Regions from separate parts of the Sus scrofa genome. Here all the other regions are linked to region 3. A link is a contact called in public Hi-C and HiChIP or PLAC-seq data. All regions are on one chromosome and are shown on one strand. Each heading gives the region's core, a stretch centred on a gene start, on an enhancer-like site or on the middle of the called end of the contact. The rest is flanking DNA. Distances are from core to core; before and after follow the strand shown.

Evidence for each region. Hi-C and Micro-C count contacts between places; a contact is called where the count stands out from the background. HiChIP or PLAC-seq counts read pairs in DNA pulled down with a chosen protein or histone mark.
Region 1: an H3K27ac HiChIP or PLAC-seq map of skeletal muscle shows a contact between it and region 3, with 3 times the contacts expected there. The contact joins the enhancer-like site here to the promoter of TNFRSF21 in region 3. A contact is called at or near these places in 6 of 47 Hi-C or Micro-C datasets (embryonic fibroblasts, heart right ventricle, liver and 3 more) and 2 of 2 datasets of contacts at active chromatin or transcription factors (alveolar macrophages and skeletal muscle).
Region 2: a Hi-C map of liver shows a contact between it and region 3, with 2.7 times the contacts expected there. The contact joins the enhancer-like site here to the promoter of TNFRSF21 in region 3. A contact is called at or near these places in 1 of 5 promoter capture datasets (liver), 2 of 47 Hi-C or Micro-C datasets (embryonic fibroblasts and liver) and 2 of 2 datasets of contacts at active chromatin or transcription factors (alveolar macrophages and skeletal muscle).

Annotation. Positions count from the first base shown.
Region 1 is chr7:42,023,722-42,027,838 of Sscrofa11.1, reverse strand. It overlaps TNFRSF21 (tumor necrosis factor receptor superfamily member 21), which reads left to right. Exons shown (of 6, transcript XM_003128430.4): 5 at 3,432-3,660. Among named protein-coding and RNA genes, the nearest start is that of TNFRSF21, 66 kb to the left of the region's middle. Within about 2 kb of position 1,783, at least 22 of the 83 cell types and tissues checked have an H3K27ac peak or open chromatin away from gene starts, as enhancers often do. A contact at or near this core is called in alveolar macrophages, liver, retroperitoneal adipose tissue and 1 more, where this site is marked.
Region 2 is chr7:41,979,911-41,984,153 of Sscrofa11.1, reverse strand. LOC110261707 (a long non-coding RNA gene) reads right to left here. Exons shown (of 3, transcript XR_002346172.1): 3 at 1,446-1,933. Among named protein-coding and RNA genes, the nearest start is that of TNFRSF21, 110 kb to the left of the region's middle. Within about 2 kb of position 1,308, at least 16 of the 83 cell types and tissues checked have an H3K27ac peak or open chromatin away from gene starts, as enhancers often do. A contact at or near this core is called in liver, where this site is marked.
Region 3 is chr7:42,088,440-42,092,791 of Sscrofa11.1, reverse strand. It overlaps TNFRSF21 (tumor necrosis factor receptor superfamily member 21), which reads left to right and starts at 1,271. Exons shown (of 6, transcript XM_003128430.4): 1 at 1,271-1,855. The coding sequence starts at 1,286.

The sequences.
Region 1 (4,117 bases), core at 534-3,033, 65 kb after region 3:
GTTTTGGCCTTTTGTTTCTGTGATAGAGAGGAGCTCAGCCAAGGAGATGATCTTCGAACGATCTGTTCCTTGGCTACCAATGTAAATAAGGGCTGCTACAGCCACAGCATTTTCAAAGTTAACGGAGGTGGTGACTGCTTTTTAAAAGAACATTGTTCTTCTAATTATAAAAGTTAATATGTCCCTGTAGAGAATTTGGAATGCCTAAAGAAAAAAAGAAATAAATCCAGCTACCTAGGATCTATTTTGTGATTGTTTTGATAAGTTTATGTTCAGATCTTTTGCAAGAGGATAAAACCATCTGCTATGGACATCTAGCTTTCTTGTTAGAGTATTTGTCTTCTTTTTTAACATCTGAATCTTATTATAAGTTCTGTTTATTTGCTATAAACTCAGTACTGAACTATAAACTCTCTGAGCTCATAAAATAATGTCTTCCGCCTATCCTGAGGTCTCAATTACTTGTCAGAGGAAGCACAGGTAATACAATGCTTGAGCTGCAGTGCCACAAACCAACTTTGATGGATATTGTCAATATTAAGGTAAAGGGAGTTTCTAGGGGCAATTTTTTTCTTTTTTAACCATTTTTTTTTATTGTAGTAGATTTACCATGCTCTGTCAATTTCTGCTATACTGCAAAGTGACCCAGTCATACATCTATATATACATATATATGTATATATATATTCTTTCTCTTGTCTCCCATCATATTCTATCACTAGTGATTAAATATAGTTCTCTGTGCTGTACAGCAGGACCCCATTGCTTATCCATTCTAAATGTTACAGTTTGTATCTACTAACCCCAAACTCCCAGTCCATTCTGCGCAAGCGCGCACACACACACACACACCCCTGCGTTTCTTTTTCTTATAGGAAAAAAAATGCAAGTAACTTCAGAGAAGTCTGGAATATGACCAGCTACTATGTATCCTCCTCATAGTGAAGGATCAGCTATACTTAGTAGCAGAATAGATTTTCTAGAAAGATGCTTGTCAGATGGTCTCTGGCTTTTGCTGTGGTTGTTAGCACCACTGTGGAGATATTAAAACCATTCTTAGTGGATTTTCCCATTCATTTGACTCACAATTAGTTATTAGCCAGCATCACCTCCGCATTCTGTGTTGCTAATGTATGTTAGAACTCATGTGCTTCATTTCCACTGATAAGATCCTTTGGCACAAAGCAAGGCGGGGGGATTAAATATTTAAAGTTTTGAACTGAGTTCAGGAAATAGGTGGGTGGACTTCTTAGTCTGTTGGCATGTGATTTGTGGGTGGGAATTTCTTTTTAAAAGCCAGAACAGTGCCCTATATTGACTGACCGTGTCGTCCAGTGTACTATCCCTGAGAACCAGAGTGTAGACAAGTGCTCTTTGTTTAACTGAGTGAATAAAAAAAAGCGTGTTGGCATGAATGGCAGTGTGCATTTTCAGGGAGGAGGGGCATGTGCCAGGGCCTAATGGACTCACATCTTAAAAATATACCCGTAAAACTTGTTTGCGGATCAAAAGAGGCTGATGGGAAGGCATGGTATCCAAGTCTTATCTTGTACCGGAAGCAGAAGCAGGATGTGGGCGGTTTTACGGAGGGAAAACCTATTGGGACTTTCGATGGGCTGTCACCAGAGGTCTTCAGAATCTGCCCTCTGTTGCAAGGATTTCTCAGGCCTTAGAGGTTGAACAAGAGGCAGCTGTATTTTTTGCCTTTTACAGCTAACTGTTCAGCGTCATCTGTTGAAATGAGGGTCAGTGTCTTCTTGATGGAGGAACTTGAAGATGTGTCACTGGTCATGTGGGAGTGGAGTCCGGAGGTTTCTAATGATGGGGGATTAATAGCTCTGGCGAGAGCACACATCACTCCCTGAACCCTGCCCTGCATCATCTGGTCACATGGCTTCCAGATTTCCTTCCACTTCTGAGGAACCAATAACAAGATAAAACCAGTAATTCCTGGCACGGCTCAGTGGTTAACAAACCTGACTAGTATCTGTGAGGATGTAGGTTTGATCCCTGGCCTTGCTCCGTGGGCTAACGATCCGGCATTGCTGTGAGCTGTGGTGTAGGTCACAGATGCGGATTGGATCCTGAGATGCTGTGGCTGTGGTGTAGGCTGGCAGCTGTCACTCCAATTGGAGCCCTAGCCTGGGAACTTCCATATGCCACAGGTATGGCCCTAAAAAGACCAAAAAAAAAAAAAAGCCAAAGCCAGCTGACTCCGAGATGCCACCAGTGCCTGTCAGATTTCTAATGTGGAGTGCCAAGGGACTTGAATTGAGCCCTGGCTTTCTCCCAGCATCTGTGCACCTTCCCGAGCCTTTGTCATTTCACCTGTAAAATGCGGCGATCCCACTTGTCACTTCCTCCCATCTCCACTGCGCACCCTGGGACAGGCCACGATCATACCTCACCTGGCTTCCTAACTGGTCTCCCTGTGGAAATTCTTGCCTCTCTCAAATCCAGCCCCCAAGCACCAGCCAGAGAGGTCACGATCCGCTCACTGTCTCCCTCTGTAACCGTCATGTTTATTTGCCTTCTTGCTGTTTCCCTGAGCATCACTGCCACCCCCACCCACCACCCCTGCCGCACGGCAGAATGCAGGCTTTGTGGTCTCCACTGCATCCTGAAGAGGCCTCCCATTGGCTCCAGCGGGGTGGTCCTCCCTCTCAGCTTCCAGCCCCTTTTGCCTTTGGGGTTTTCCTGTCTCATTATCTTTTTCAAGCTTTTTTTTTTTTTTTGCTTTTTAGGGCCTCGCTCAATGGGTTAAGGATTTGGCATTGCCATGAACTGTGGTATAGGTTGCAGACGCAGCTCAGATTTGGTGTTGGTGTGGCTGTGGCACAGGTTGGCAGCTGCCGTTCCGATTTGACGCCTAGCCTGGGAACTTCCATATGCCACAGGTTCTGCCCTAAAAAGCTAAAAAAAAAAGTTGTCTGAGAATTACATTTCTCCATAAATTTTAAATTAAAATTTATTTATTTAATTAAAGTATAGTTGCTTTATAAGGTCATGTTGGTTTCTGGTGAACAGCACAGTGGTTCAGGGTGTGTGTGTGCATATGTATGTGTATATATGTATACACATGATGTACTTTTTCAGATTCTTTTCCATTATAGTTTGTATAATTTTGGGTTTTGTTTTTTTTTTAAAGTCTTTTTTTTAAAGTCTTTTTTTTTTTAAGTCTTTTTTTTTTGCCATTTCTTGGGCCCCTCTTGCGGCATGTGGAGGTTCCCAGGCTAGGGGTTGAATCGGAGGTGTAGCCGCCGGCCTAGGCCACAGCCACAGCAACGCTGGATCCTTAACCCACTGAGTGAGGCCAGGGATCGAACCCGAAACCTCATGGTTCCTAGTTGGATTCGTTAACCACTGAGCCACGATGGGAACTCCATCTATAATTTTTGAAGTAAATAAAAATTTCTTGTTCTCGTCCACAGCTGGAAACCGACAAACTGGCTCTCCCGATGAGCCCCAGCCCCCTCAGCCCAAGCCCCATCCCCAGCCCCAACACGAAGCTTGAGAATTCCACACTGCTGACGGTGGAGCCCTCCCCGCTGGATAAGAACAAGGGCTTCTTCGTGGATGAGTCCGAGCCCCTCCTGCGCTGTGACTCCACCTCCAGCGGCTCCTCCGCGCTGAGCAGGACCGGCTCCTTTATAACCAAAGGTACAGATGGCTCCCAACATGAATTCACTCTTTTTTTTTTTTACTTTTATTTACTGAAGCATAATTGATTTACAGTGTTTCAGATGTAGAGCAAAGTGATTCAGTTACCCCTCCCACACACACACACACACACGCACACGCACAGACATGTATTTTTTTCAGATTCTTGTCCGCTATAGGTTATTATAAGATATTGCATATAGTTCTCTGTGCAGTAGGTGTTTTTTTTTGGCGGGGGGGGGGGCGGGGATTGTCTTTTTAGGGCCACATCTGCAGCATATGGAATTTCCCAGGCTAGGGGTCAAAGAGGAGCTGCAGCTGCTGGCCTACACCACAGCCACTGCAACACCAGATCCAAGGGGCATCTGCAACATACTCTGCAGCTCATGGCAATGCCAGATCCTTAACCCACTGAGCAAGGCCAGGGATCAAACCTTCATTCTCAGGGATACTAGTC
Region 2 (4,243 bases), core at 59-2,558, 110 kb after region 3:
CCTTAACCTGCTGAGCCACAATGGGAACTCCAAATTAAGGTATAATTCTTTTTTTTTTTTTTTTTTTTTGGTCTTTTTAGGGCAGTACCTGCAGCATATGGGGGTTCCCAGGCTAGGGGTCCAATCAGAGCTGTAGCCGCCAGCCTACACCACAGCCACAGCAAAGAGGGATCTGAGCCGGGTCTGCCACCTACACCATCGCTCATGGCAATGCCTGATCCTTAAACCACTGGGCAAGGCCAGGGATTGAACACACAATCAGCGGTTAACTATCAGCGGTTAACGAACCTGACTAGGATCCATGAGGTTGCAGGTTCGATCCCTGGCCTTGCTCAGTGTGTTAAGGATCTGCTGTTGCTGTGACTGTGGTGTAGTCCAGTGGCTACAGCTCCCATTCAACCCCTGGCCTGGGAACCTCCCTATGCTGCGGGTGTGACACACACACACACACACAAAAAAACTCGAATGAAGTCTCAGCACTCTGGCTTTCTGCCTCTTCTTGATTTTCCATTCTCACAATAATTATACACAATAAAATGCACAGATCATGAGTGTACTGTTTGGTGAGTTTTACCAAAGTACACCCTCTGAAACCAACACCCCAATTAAAACATGACTGTCTTCATCACTGCAAGTTACCTTAAGCCCCTTTTTAGTCAACCTTCCTTCCCCTGGGAGGGAACAATTATTCAGGTTTCTAGGCCCTTAAGTCTTGCTAAAGAGGCATCTTTGAGCTGCAGAGAGTTCAAGGTGAAAACATGTGAAGTGAGTTTAACATCAGAATTAAAGAAATGTGCCCACTTTTCAAAGATAAGCAGTGCCGGACACCAGGCGGAGAAGTACAGACAGCAGTTGCTTTGGTTGTGTTGGTGGCCTATGCTGTCCTTTCTTTGGCCAGGGAAGATTTCACTTCACAAGATTTTCTAAAGGACAGCCCCCCCCCGCCCCGCCCCGCCCCGACTTTCCTCCACTCCCCTGCCCCCCCACCCCCACCCCAGGGGACGGTAGATGTGATTATTCATGAGCTAATCCCTAAGGCTCTCCTCCAGGGCTTCAGAGGGATGAGTAAGGGGTGATTGTCAGTGTGGCCGGTGGAGACTCTGCTCCTTAGGATGAGACACCCTGTGTGCACGCAGCCCCCAGAGGCCAGGTGCTTTCAGATGAGTCACTGGTAACAGGCAGACACAGCACTTTTGTCCACTTTTCCTGCCCTGGGGCCCTCCCGCCCCCACTCCAAAGCCTCCCCTGCCCTCCTGCCCCCGGCAGGTAGAACCACTGGGTGAAACAATGCATTTTCGCAACCAAGATAAGCTTCCCAGGACGGTTGCCAGGATCCAGGAACTCACCGGGAAGGTATTTTCGGAGTCAGCACCATCAGGGATGAGCCCGGTAAACTGCTTTTCTCTTTTTTTCGGACTTAACAGCAGAGGGCACACAGTTGGGGATGTTTTAAAATTTTATTTTTATTTTTTGGTAAAAACAAATACAATGTAACATGGATGCAGTGCCTGGAATATTGATATTTTGCTGAAAGCCAAATGTATCTTTGGCCAATAAAATGCCATGGGTCTGCTTGGTCCCCAGTGGACTTGGTGTGACTAAACTACAGGTGCCGGGATGTCCACACAGGTCAGGGACTTAAAGGTGCTGGGGACAGGCAGCATCTGGCCAGCTGATCAGCTTTGTGACCCTGCTGCTTGCCTCACTCTCCATCCTAAAGGTTCCAGAAGGCCTCTGTTAGCCACAGCGTGGGCACGTAGTATCTTTGGATGGTTGCATTTTTCCTCGTACTGAGTTAGTCTTAATTAAGCCCATAGGACTCCGCCTGGCGTGTAGTCTCTGGGCGGTCTGTTCCCAGCCAACCGTTGTCACTGACTCCTTCCTTGTGGGACCTTGGTCTGCTCCCACAAGTAGAAAGCAATTGGCACGAGTTCTGGAATCAGAAAAAACTTGGCTTCTAATCCAGCTCAGTTCATCGTCCTTAACTAGATGGAACTGTAATTTGACTGTAACCCACCTCCACATCTTTGCTCACTCACACCATCACCTTGACCTAAAATGCCACCTCTGCTGCTTTGTGTACAGGCAAACCCAGTCATCCTCTAAGGTCAAGTGCAAATACGGTCTGCAAGGCCATCCTTCACCACCCAACTAGGTGTGATCTTTTCTTCTGGGTTATCTCAGTGTTCCATCCCTTTGCCGTTTCTGATATCTTGGCTTTAATTGTTCCCAGGGCTCTCTCTGCCCTGCATTTCTACTTTGAATCTCTGCCGGGAAGCCTATTACGCAGCATGGTTGCCAGATAAAATACAGGACACTAGGTGAGGTTTGAATTTTGGATAAAAAATGAATACATTTGTTTAGTATAATTGTGGCCCAAATAGTACATAGAGAATGCTTACACATGAATTTTTCTGTCATTTATTTGAAATTAATATTTAAAGAGTTCCCACTGTGGCACAGTGGGCAGTGGGTTAAGAATATGACTGCATTGTCTTGGGTCACTGCAGAGGCACAGGTTAGAACCCTGGCCTGGCGTAGTGGGTTAAAGGGTCCAACGTTACCGCAGATTATTAATTAATAAATTAATTAAGACTACCAGGTCACAGTTGCTACTTGGATTCAATGCCTGGAATGGGAATTTCCATATGCTACAGATGCGGCCATTAAAAAAAAAAAGTTAACTGAGCACCCTGTCTTATGCGTGTGTGGGTGTGCATGTGTACATGCATGCGTGCGTGTGTGTGTGTGTGTGTGTGTGTGTGTATACATGCCAACACACTAAATCTGGCAGCCCTTCACACCTGACTCTTTTTAACAAGTGGCTGTACAATTTCTCAGAATCCTCACTGAATGGAACATGACATGATGGTGGCGACCTTGTCTTGTTCATCTTTTTACCCCCAATGATTCTTCCTCTTGAATATATAGATGGTGTTCCTTGAACACTATACATTTCATTGAAAAAATTAAAAAAAAATTTTTTGGCTATAGCATGATGTGAAATCTCAGTTCCCAGACTAAGGACTGAACCTGGGTTGCAGTGGTGAAAGTACCAAATCCTATCTACTAGACTACCAGGGAACTCCCTGAACACTATATATTTCTAATCCATTCATTAATCAAGCGCTGGAATCACGTTTCCCCCAAATCAGGCTCTTCCTCCTTAAATCTTGCTTGGCTATCTATCCTGCCACTCCTGTAGCAGTCCTCCACTTAGAGAGGACTAATTAAATATTTGCCTCCTAAAATCAGTCATATGGTGACCTGAAAACTGGCTTTGCTCCTTCGTGGTTGTCAAGCCAAAGATCTGACTGTTGAGTGAGCTTGAGGGTCTGACTGCTGGGTTCTGAGTCTCTGCTGCACCACTTATAAGATGTGTGTTTGTTACCTTGAGCAAGTCAACCTCTCTGAACCTTCATTCCTATGTTTGCAAAATAATAATAGTAGTAATAAACCTCATATAGTGGTTGTGAAGATTAAAGGATGTATATATATAAAGAAATCAGTTCAGTGCTTGATGCATAGAGTATCCTTATAAGTGCCAATAAGGGTGAGGATGTGACTTAGAAATTTTGATTTCCACAATATTATTGTTGGAGAACAGAAATATATTCTAACATTTAAGAGCTACTTGCTTCAAAAAATATAAAAAGAGGAGTTCTCGTCGTGGCTCAGTGGTTAACGGATCCGACTAGGAACCGTGAGGTTGTGGGTTCAATCCCTGGCCTTGTTCAGTGGGTTAAGGATCCAGCATTACCGTGAGCTGTGGTGTAGGTCACAGACACAGCTCAGATCCTGAGTTGCAGTGGCTCTGGTGTAGGCCAGCGGCTACAGCTCCGATTCGACCCCTAACCTGGGAACTTCCATATGCCACAGGAGTGGCCCTAGAAAAGACAGAAAGACAAATAAATAAATAAATAAATAAATAAAAATTAAAAAAAAGCAAAAGGAGTTCCCATTGTGGCTCAGCAGGTTAAGAACCCGACTAGTACCCATGAGGATGCAGGTTCGATCCCTGGCTTTGCTCAGTGGGTTAGGAATCCAGAATTGCTGAAAGCTGCAACATAGGTTGCAGATGAGGCTCAGATCTGGTGTTACTGTGGCTATGGCTATGGCTATGGCTGTGGCTGGCAGCTGCAGCTCTGATTTGACCTCTAGCCTGGGAACTTCCATTATGCTGTGGGTGTAGCCCTAAAAATAAAAAGAGAAAAAGAAAAAAGAAAAAAAAAAAAAAGCTAGT
Region 3 (4,352 bases), core at 22-2,521:
GAAGAAACGGAGCGCCACAGGGCTTACAAACAAGTGAGGTGAGACAGATGGCCAAAGAGGTCATTTCAATAGGGTACCTATTCAATAGAGGTACTGTGTTGTAGTACCCAGAGGATGGACACTACTGGACCAGAAACAGTGGCCACCGTCAGAAGACCCCGCCCACCTCCCCATGCCTGAGACAAAGAAAGGGATGCTAGGTCCTCACTCACATTCAGAAATGCAGGAGGAGTTGCCACTGTGGCAGAGCAGAAAGGAACCCGACTGGTATCCATGAAGACACGGGTTCTATTCCTGGCCTTGCTCAATGGGTCAAGGACTCCATGTTGGGGTGAGCTGTGGTGTAAGGCATAGACTCGGCTCAGATCCCGTGGGTTGCTGGGGTATAGGCAAGAAGCTGTAGCTCTGATTTGACTCCTAGCCTGGGAACTTCCATATGCCGTGAGTGCAGCCCTGAAAAACAAAAACAAGACAAAACAAAACAAAACAAAAAGGGAGGAGATGCCACCCATTGAAGGGAAGCTATGGTTGTTCTTACTTTGAAAGCACCATGTAACTGCCCTTTTCTATATTCCCCAGAGGCACCTGGAGCTCAGCTGAAAAATTCTGAACACTTTTTTGGGGGAGAAGTGATCCCTGATAATCTGATTCAAAATTCTACATCCTTTATTTAAGAAAATGCACCTGCCCACCTATTTCCAGGATTTCCAAGGCCTCTGGAAGACCATTCATTCATGGACCCAACTCTGCGGCCTCCCGTTTGGAATTTTTAGTCTTGGATTTCCTTAACTGTATTCTCTCACCCAGAGTCTCTTCACACTCTGCCCCATAATCTCTCCCAATCACCAGGAAAACTGGAAAAAAAAAATCCCAATGCCCAGGCCTCACCCTGTTCTGAATAAATCAGAATTCTGGGATGGGACCCAGCATTAAGATATACGCTTTACGTTCTTCAGGTGATTTTAAAGCGCAACCAAGTCTGAGAACCAACACCCCGGACTCTTTACCGTACGCAGTTAATCTAAATGCTTTATTTTTGTTGGCTGTCTTTACTCACTGCACCAGAAACGATAGAGAGGCGTGTGTCGCAGAAATAATTTACTGAGAATCATCTTAGAAAAAAGTAAATTTGGGTCAGCGGTGCGCATACCTTTGCAACGTTTTCCCTGGGTCAATAAGCAGCTGCAATTTCTTTAGCGAACGCCAAGGGGCATCCTCTCCCTCCTCGCTCCTCCTGGAACGCCTTCCCGTTTCCGACCGCACAAAGAGCCCGGCCTCCTTCGGGATGACATCACAAAGGGCCAATACCCCGCCCCTTCGGCGCCACCACGTGTGTCCCCGCGCCCGGCGGCCACCCGACTCAGTCCCTCGCCGGCCGGTCTGGGCAGCGGAGGAGGGTGGTTGGCAGCGGCTGGAGGCTTCGCTATGGGAAGTTGTTCCTTCGCTCTCTCGCGCCCAGCTCTCCTCCCTGGTTCTCCGCAGCCGTTGTCGGAGGAGAGCACGGGGAGGCGCGGGGTGCAGCCGCGGCTGCTTCTCCCCGCCCGGGCTGCCGCGCAGCTGGGCAGGTGCTGAGCGCCCCCGGAGCCTCCCTCGCCGCTTCCTTCTGTGCCCGGCAGTCCCGCTGCCGCAGTGCACATGGGGTGTTGGAGGTAGATGGGCCCCCGGCTCGGGAGGCGGCGGTGGATGCGGCGCTGGGCAGAAGCAGCAGCCGATTCCAGCTGCCGGGGGGCCACGCACCCCGGGCGCCCTGCGAGCCCCGGGCTCAGCCATGGGGACCTCCACGAGCAGCAGCACCGCCCTGGCCTCCTGCAGCCGCATCGCCAGAACCACGATGATCGCGGGCTCTCTTTTCCTGGTGAGCATTTGTGGCGCGGGGAAGCCGGGGGCGGCGGTCGAGCCGGAGCCGAAGGCGCCGGGCTCCGGGAGCGGGGCGGGTCCCCTGGCCGCGACTGCTGGGGGCCGGGGTCAGGCCAGCCGGGTGGTGAGGTTGGCAAGCAAGGGAGGGCTACGCAGCGGAGAGCTCCGATCGGGTCATGTAGGGGAGGCACAGGGTTCGGCCGGGACTCCGGAATGAAGGAGAATTGTTTTCCCTGCAGTCTGGCCGCCTGGGAGAGGCGCTGGAGGTGGCCACCGGGCTTCCTGCGCATATTAGGGCTTCTCTCCCTCCTTGGCTCTTCCAGTGCCATCATCGCCTCCACACACTCCTACAGCCGCGGGCCTCTGCCCCGTCCTCGTGGTGTGGGGCTGGGGCCGCAGGGTGGGCGGCGAGGTTGGCGGTGGCCGCCGCTTTGTTGCAGCTGCAATGTCATGTCGGGATGCTACCGCAGTGGAGAGCGCGGGACCCGTGCGTGCCGGCCGCCCAGACCGCCGGGTGCCGACGCGCCTCGCCTGCCCAGAGGGCGCCAAGCCTCCTCCCCCATCTCTCTTCCTCGGCTGGGTGGGTCTCGGTTTCTGCACACCCCGAAAAAAACAACCCTGAGACCCACTCTCAGGCGCCTCCAAAGCGCCGGCTCCCAGCCAGCCAGCCAGCGCGCTGGCGCTGGAATGGGGGGAGGGGGGGAGGGCTCTACATAAAGGAAGCTGAATTTCCCCCCGTCTTTCCTCTCTCTCCCATACCTGTGCCCTGGCAGGTGAACCTGCAGGGCGCGGCAGCTTCTTCAGCACCCAGGCTGCGTTGGGCTCTAGGGCATGCCCTATAGCTTTTCCTCTCCATCACTTATCTGGTCCAAGCGTGAAAAGCACCCTTGACCCAAAACTTATCCCCAACTTCCCCAGATCCCTTCCCTTTCTCTCCAGATGTTAGAGGGGGATGGAATGAGTTAGGTGGAAGAAAATTTACTTGAGATCAAATCCATGAGCCACCATAAGCTTTCCGTGTCTACCTTTTTGTCTCCGATGGAGTCTCTTAGCTAAAAACCAAACAAAAACAAAATACAAAAGCCTGTTTTCACGGCAGGGCTGTGTCAGGGAAAGGCAGGCTCGCTGTCTCCTTCCCCCCAAACAGCTTAATGCCTGGCCAGCCAAGATCTCCTAGATCCCAGGGCATCGCAGTTGCCATGGCCTGGGAATTCATCCTACACTCTGGTTCCCTGTGTGAGAGTATGTTTTAAGGGGGAAGAGAGAAACTAAAGAAAAGTTTGGTGCTGTTAGCATTTGTAATGAGGCAAGTCTCTGTCTCCTTCCAAGACTGTTTTCTGCCCATTTTTATAGTCATGGCAAAGGCAAGATTTGTGTCCTTGAAACAAGGGAGGTGAATGATGAGCCATAGGGAAGAAGGGTCCCTTCAAGAGGTGAATCTGAATTGATAGCCTTGGTGTGGAAAGGAAGCCGTTTAGGTCCAGGAGAGCACTGATTGTAGTCTCAGCGGAGTTAGGTCCATCCTTGTCAGCCTTAGATCTGCTACCCTTCCCACCACAAGCCTAGCCAATCCCTCCAACACATCTGATTACCGTGCTCCCCACAAAGCCCACTCCTAGATTAAAACTTAAATCATTGCAATGTTTGATTGAGTTTACATTTCTGCATGAGATGGTTGCTTAAAATAAGGTCTTCATGTAAGCAAAGTGTAGGAGATACAGCCCAGCTCCTTTTGTCAATTGACCTAAACATTGTACTTGCAATTGACTTGCAACTGAAGACTTGAGAATTTAAGTTTGGCCGACTTTAAAAAGAAAATGTACAATGGCCTTTAGAAGCAATCGTGAGGTGTTAACTAAAATAAGAATCTATTCTCCTGCTAATTATAATAGAAAGGTTCCACTTCAATTCCTGGAATGGCCTGGAGTTGACCCCTTCGTGATGACAGGAAACTGAGAAGGTGGATCAGGGGTCACCAGGGTGAGCAGGCAACGTCTTTTATTTTTCCCAGTTCTGCTCTGCCATCTTCTGTCCTCAGCAAAGGCATTGTTTATGTATAAAATGATGATCTCATGATACTGTTATAAGGAGTCTTTATTCGATGGGGTTTCTTGGCCATGTGAATGACAGACACCAGGTACTATGGCCCAGGTAGAGGTGGCAGCATGCTCAGAACAGTACTGGAGCCAGTGGGGAGGCAGTGACCTACCCATATATTGCAGTTAGCCCGAAAAATTAGAAACCCAACAAAATGTCCTGTTTATGATGGCTTTGGTTACCCCTCTTTCACATACCTCCTTTTCCATGGGACAATATTTGTTACTATCATTGTTTTTCACACTCTTTTTCTTTTCCTCTTTCCTTTCTTTCTTCTTCTTCTTATTTTTTTTTTTTTCTTTTTCTTTTGCTGCACCCACGGTATATGGAAGTTCCTGGGCCAGAGATGGAATCCGAGCTGCAGCTGTGGCAACGCCGGATCTTTAACCCACTGTACT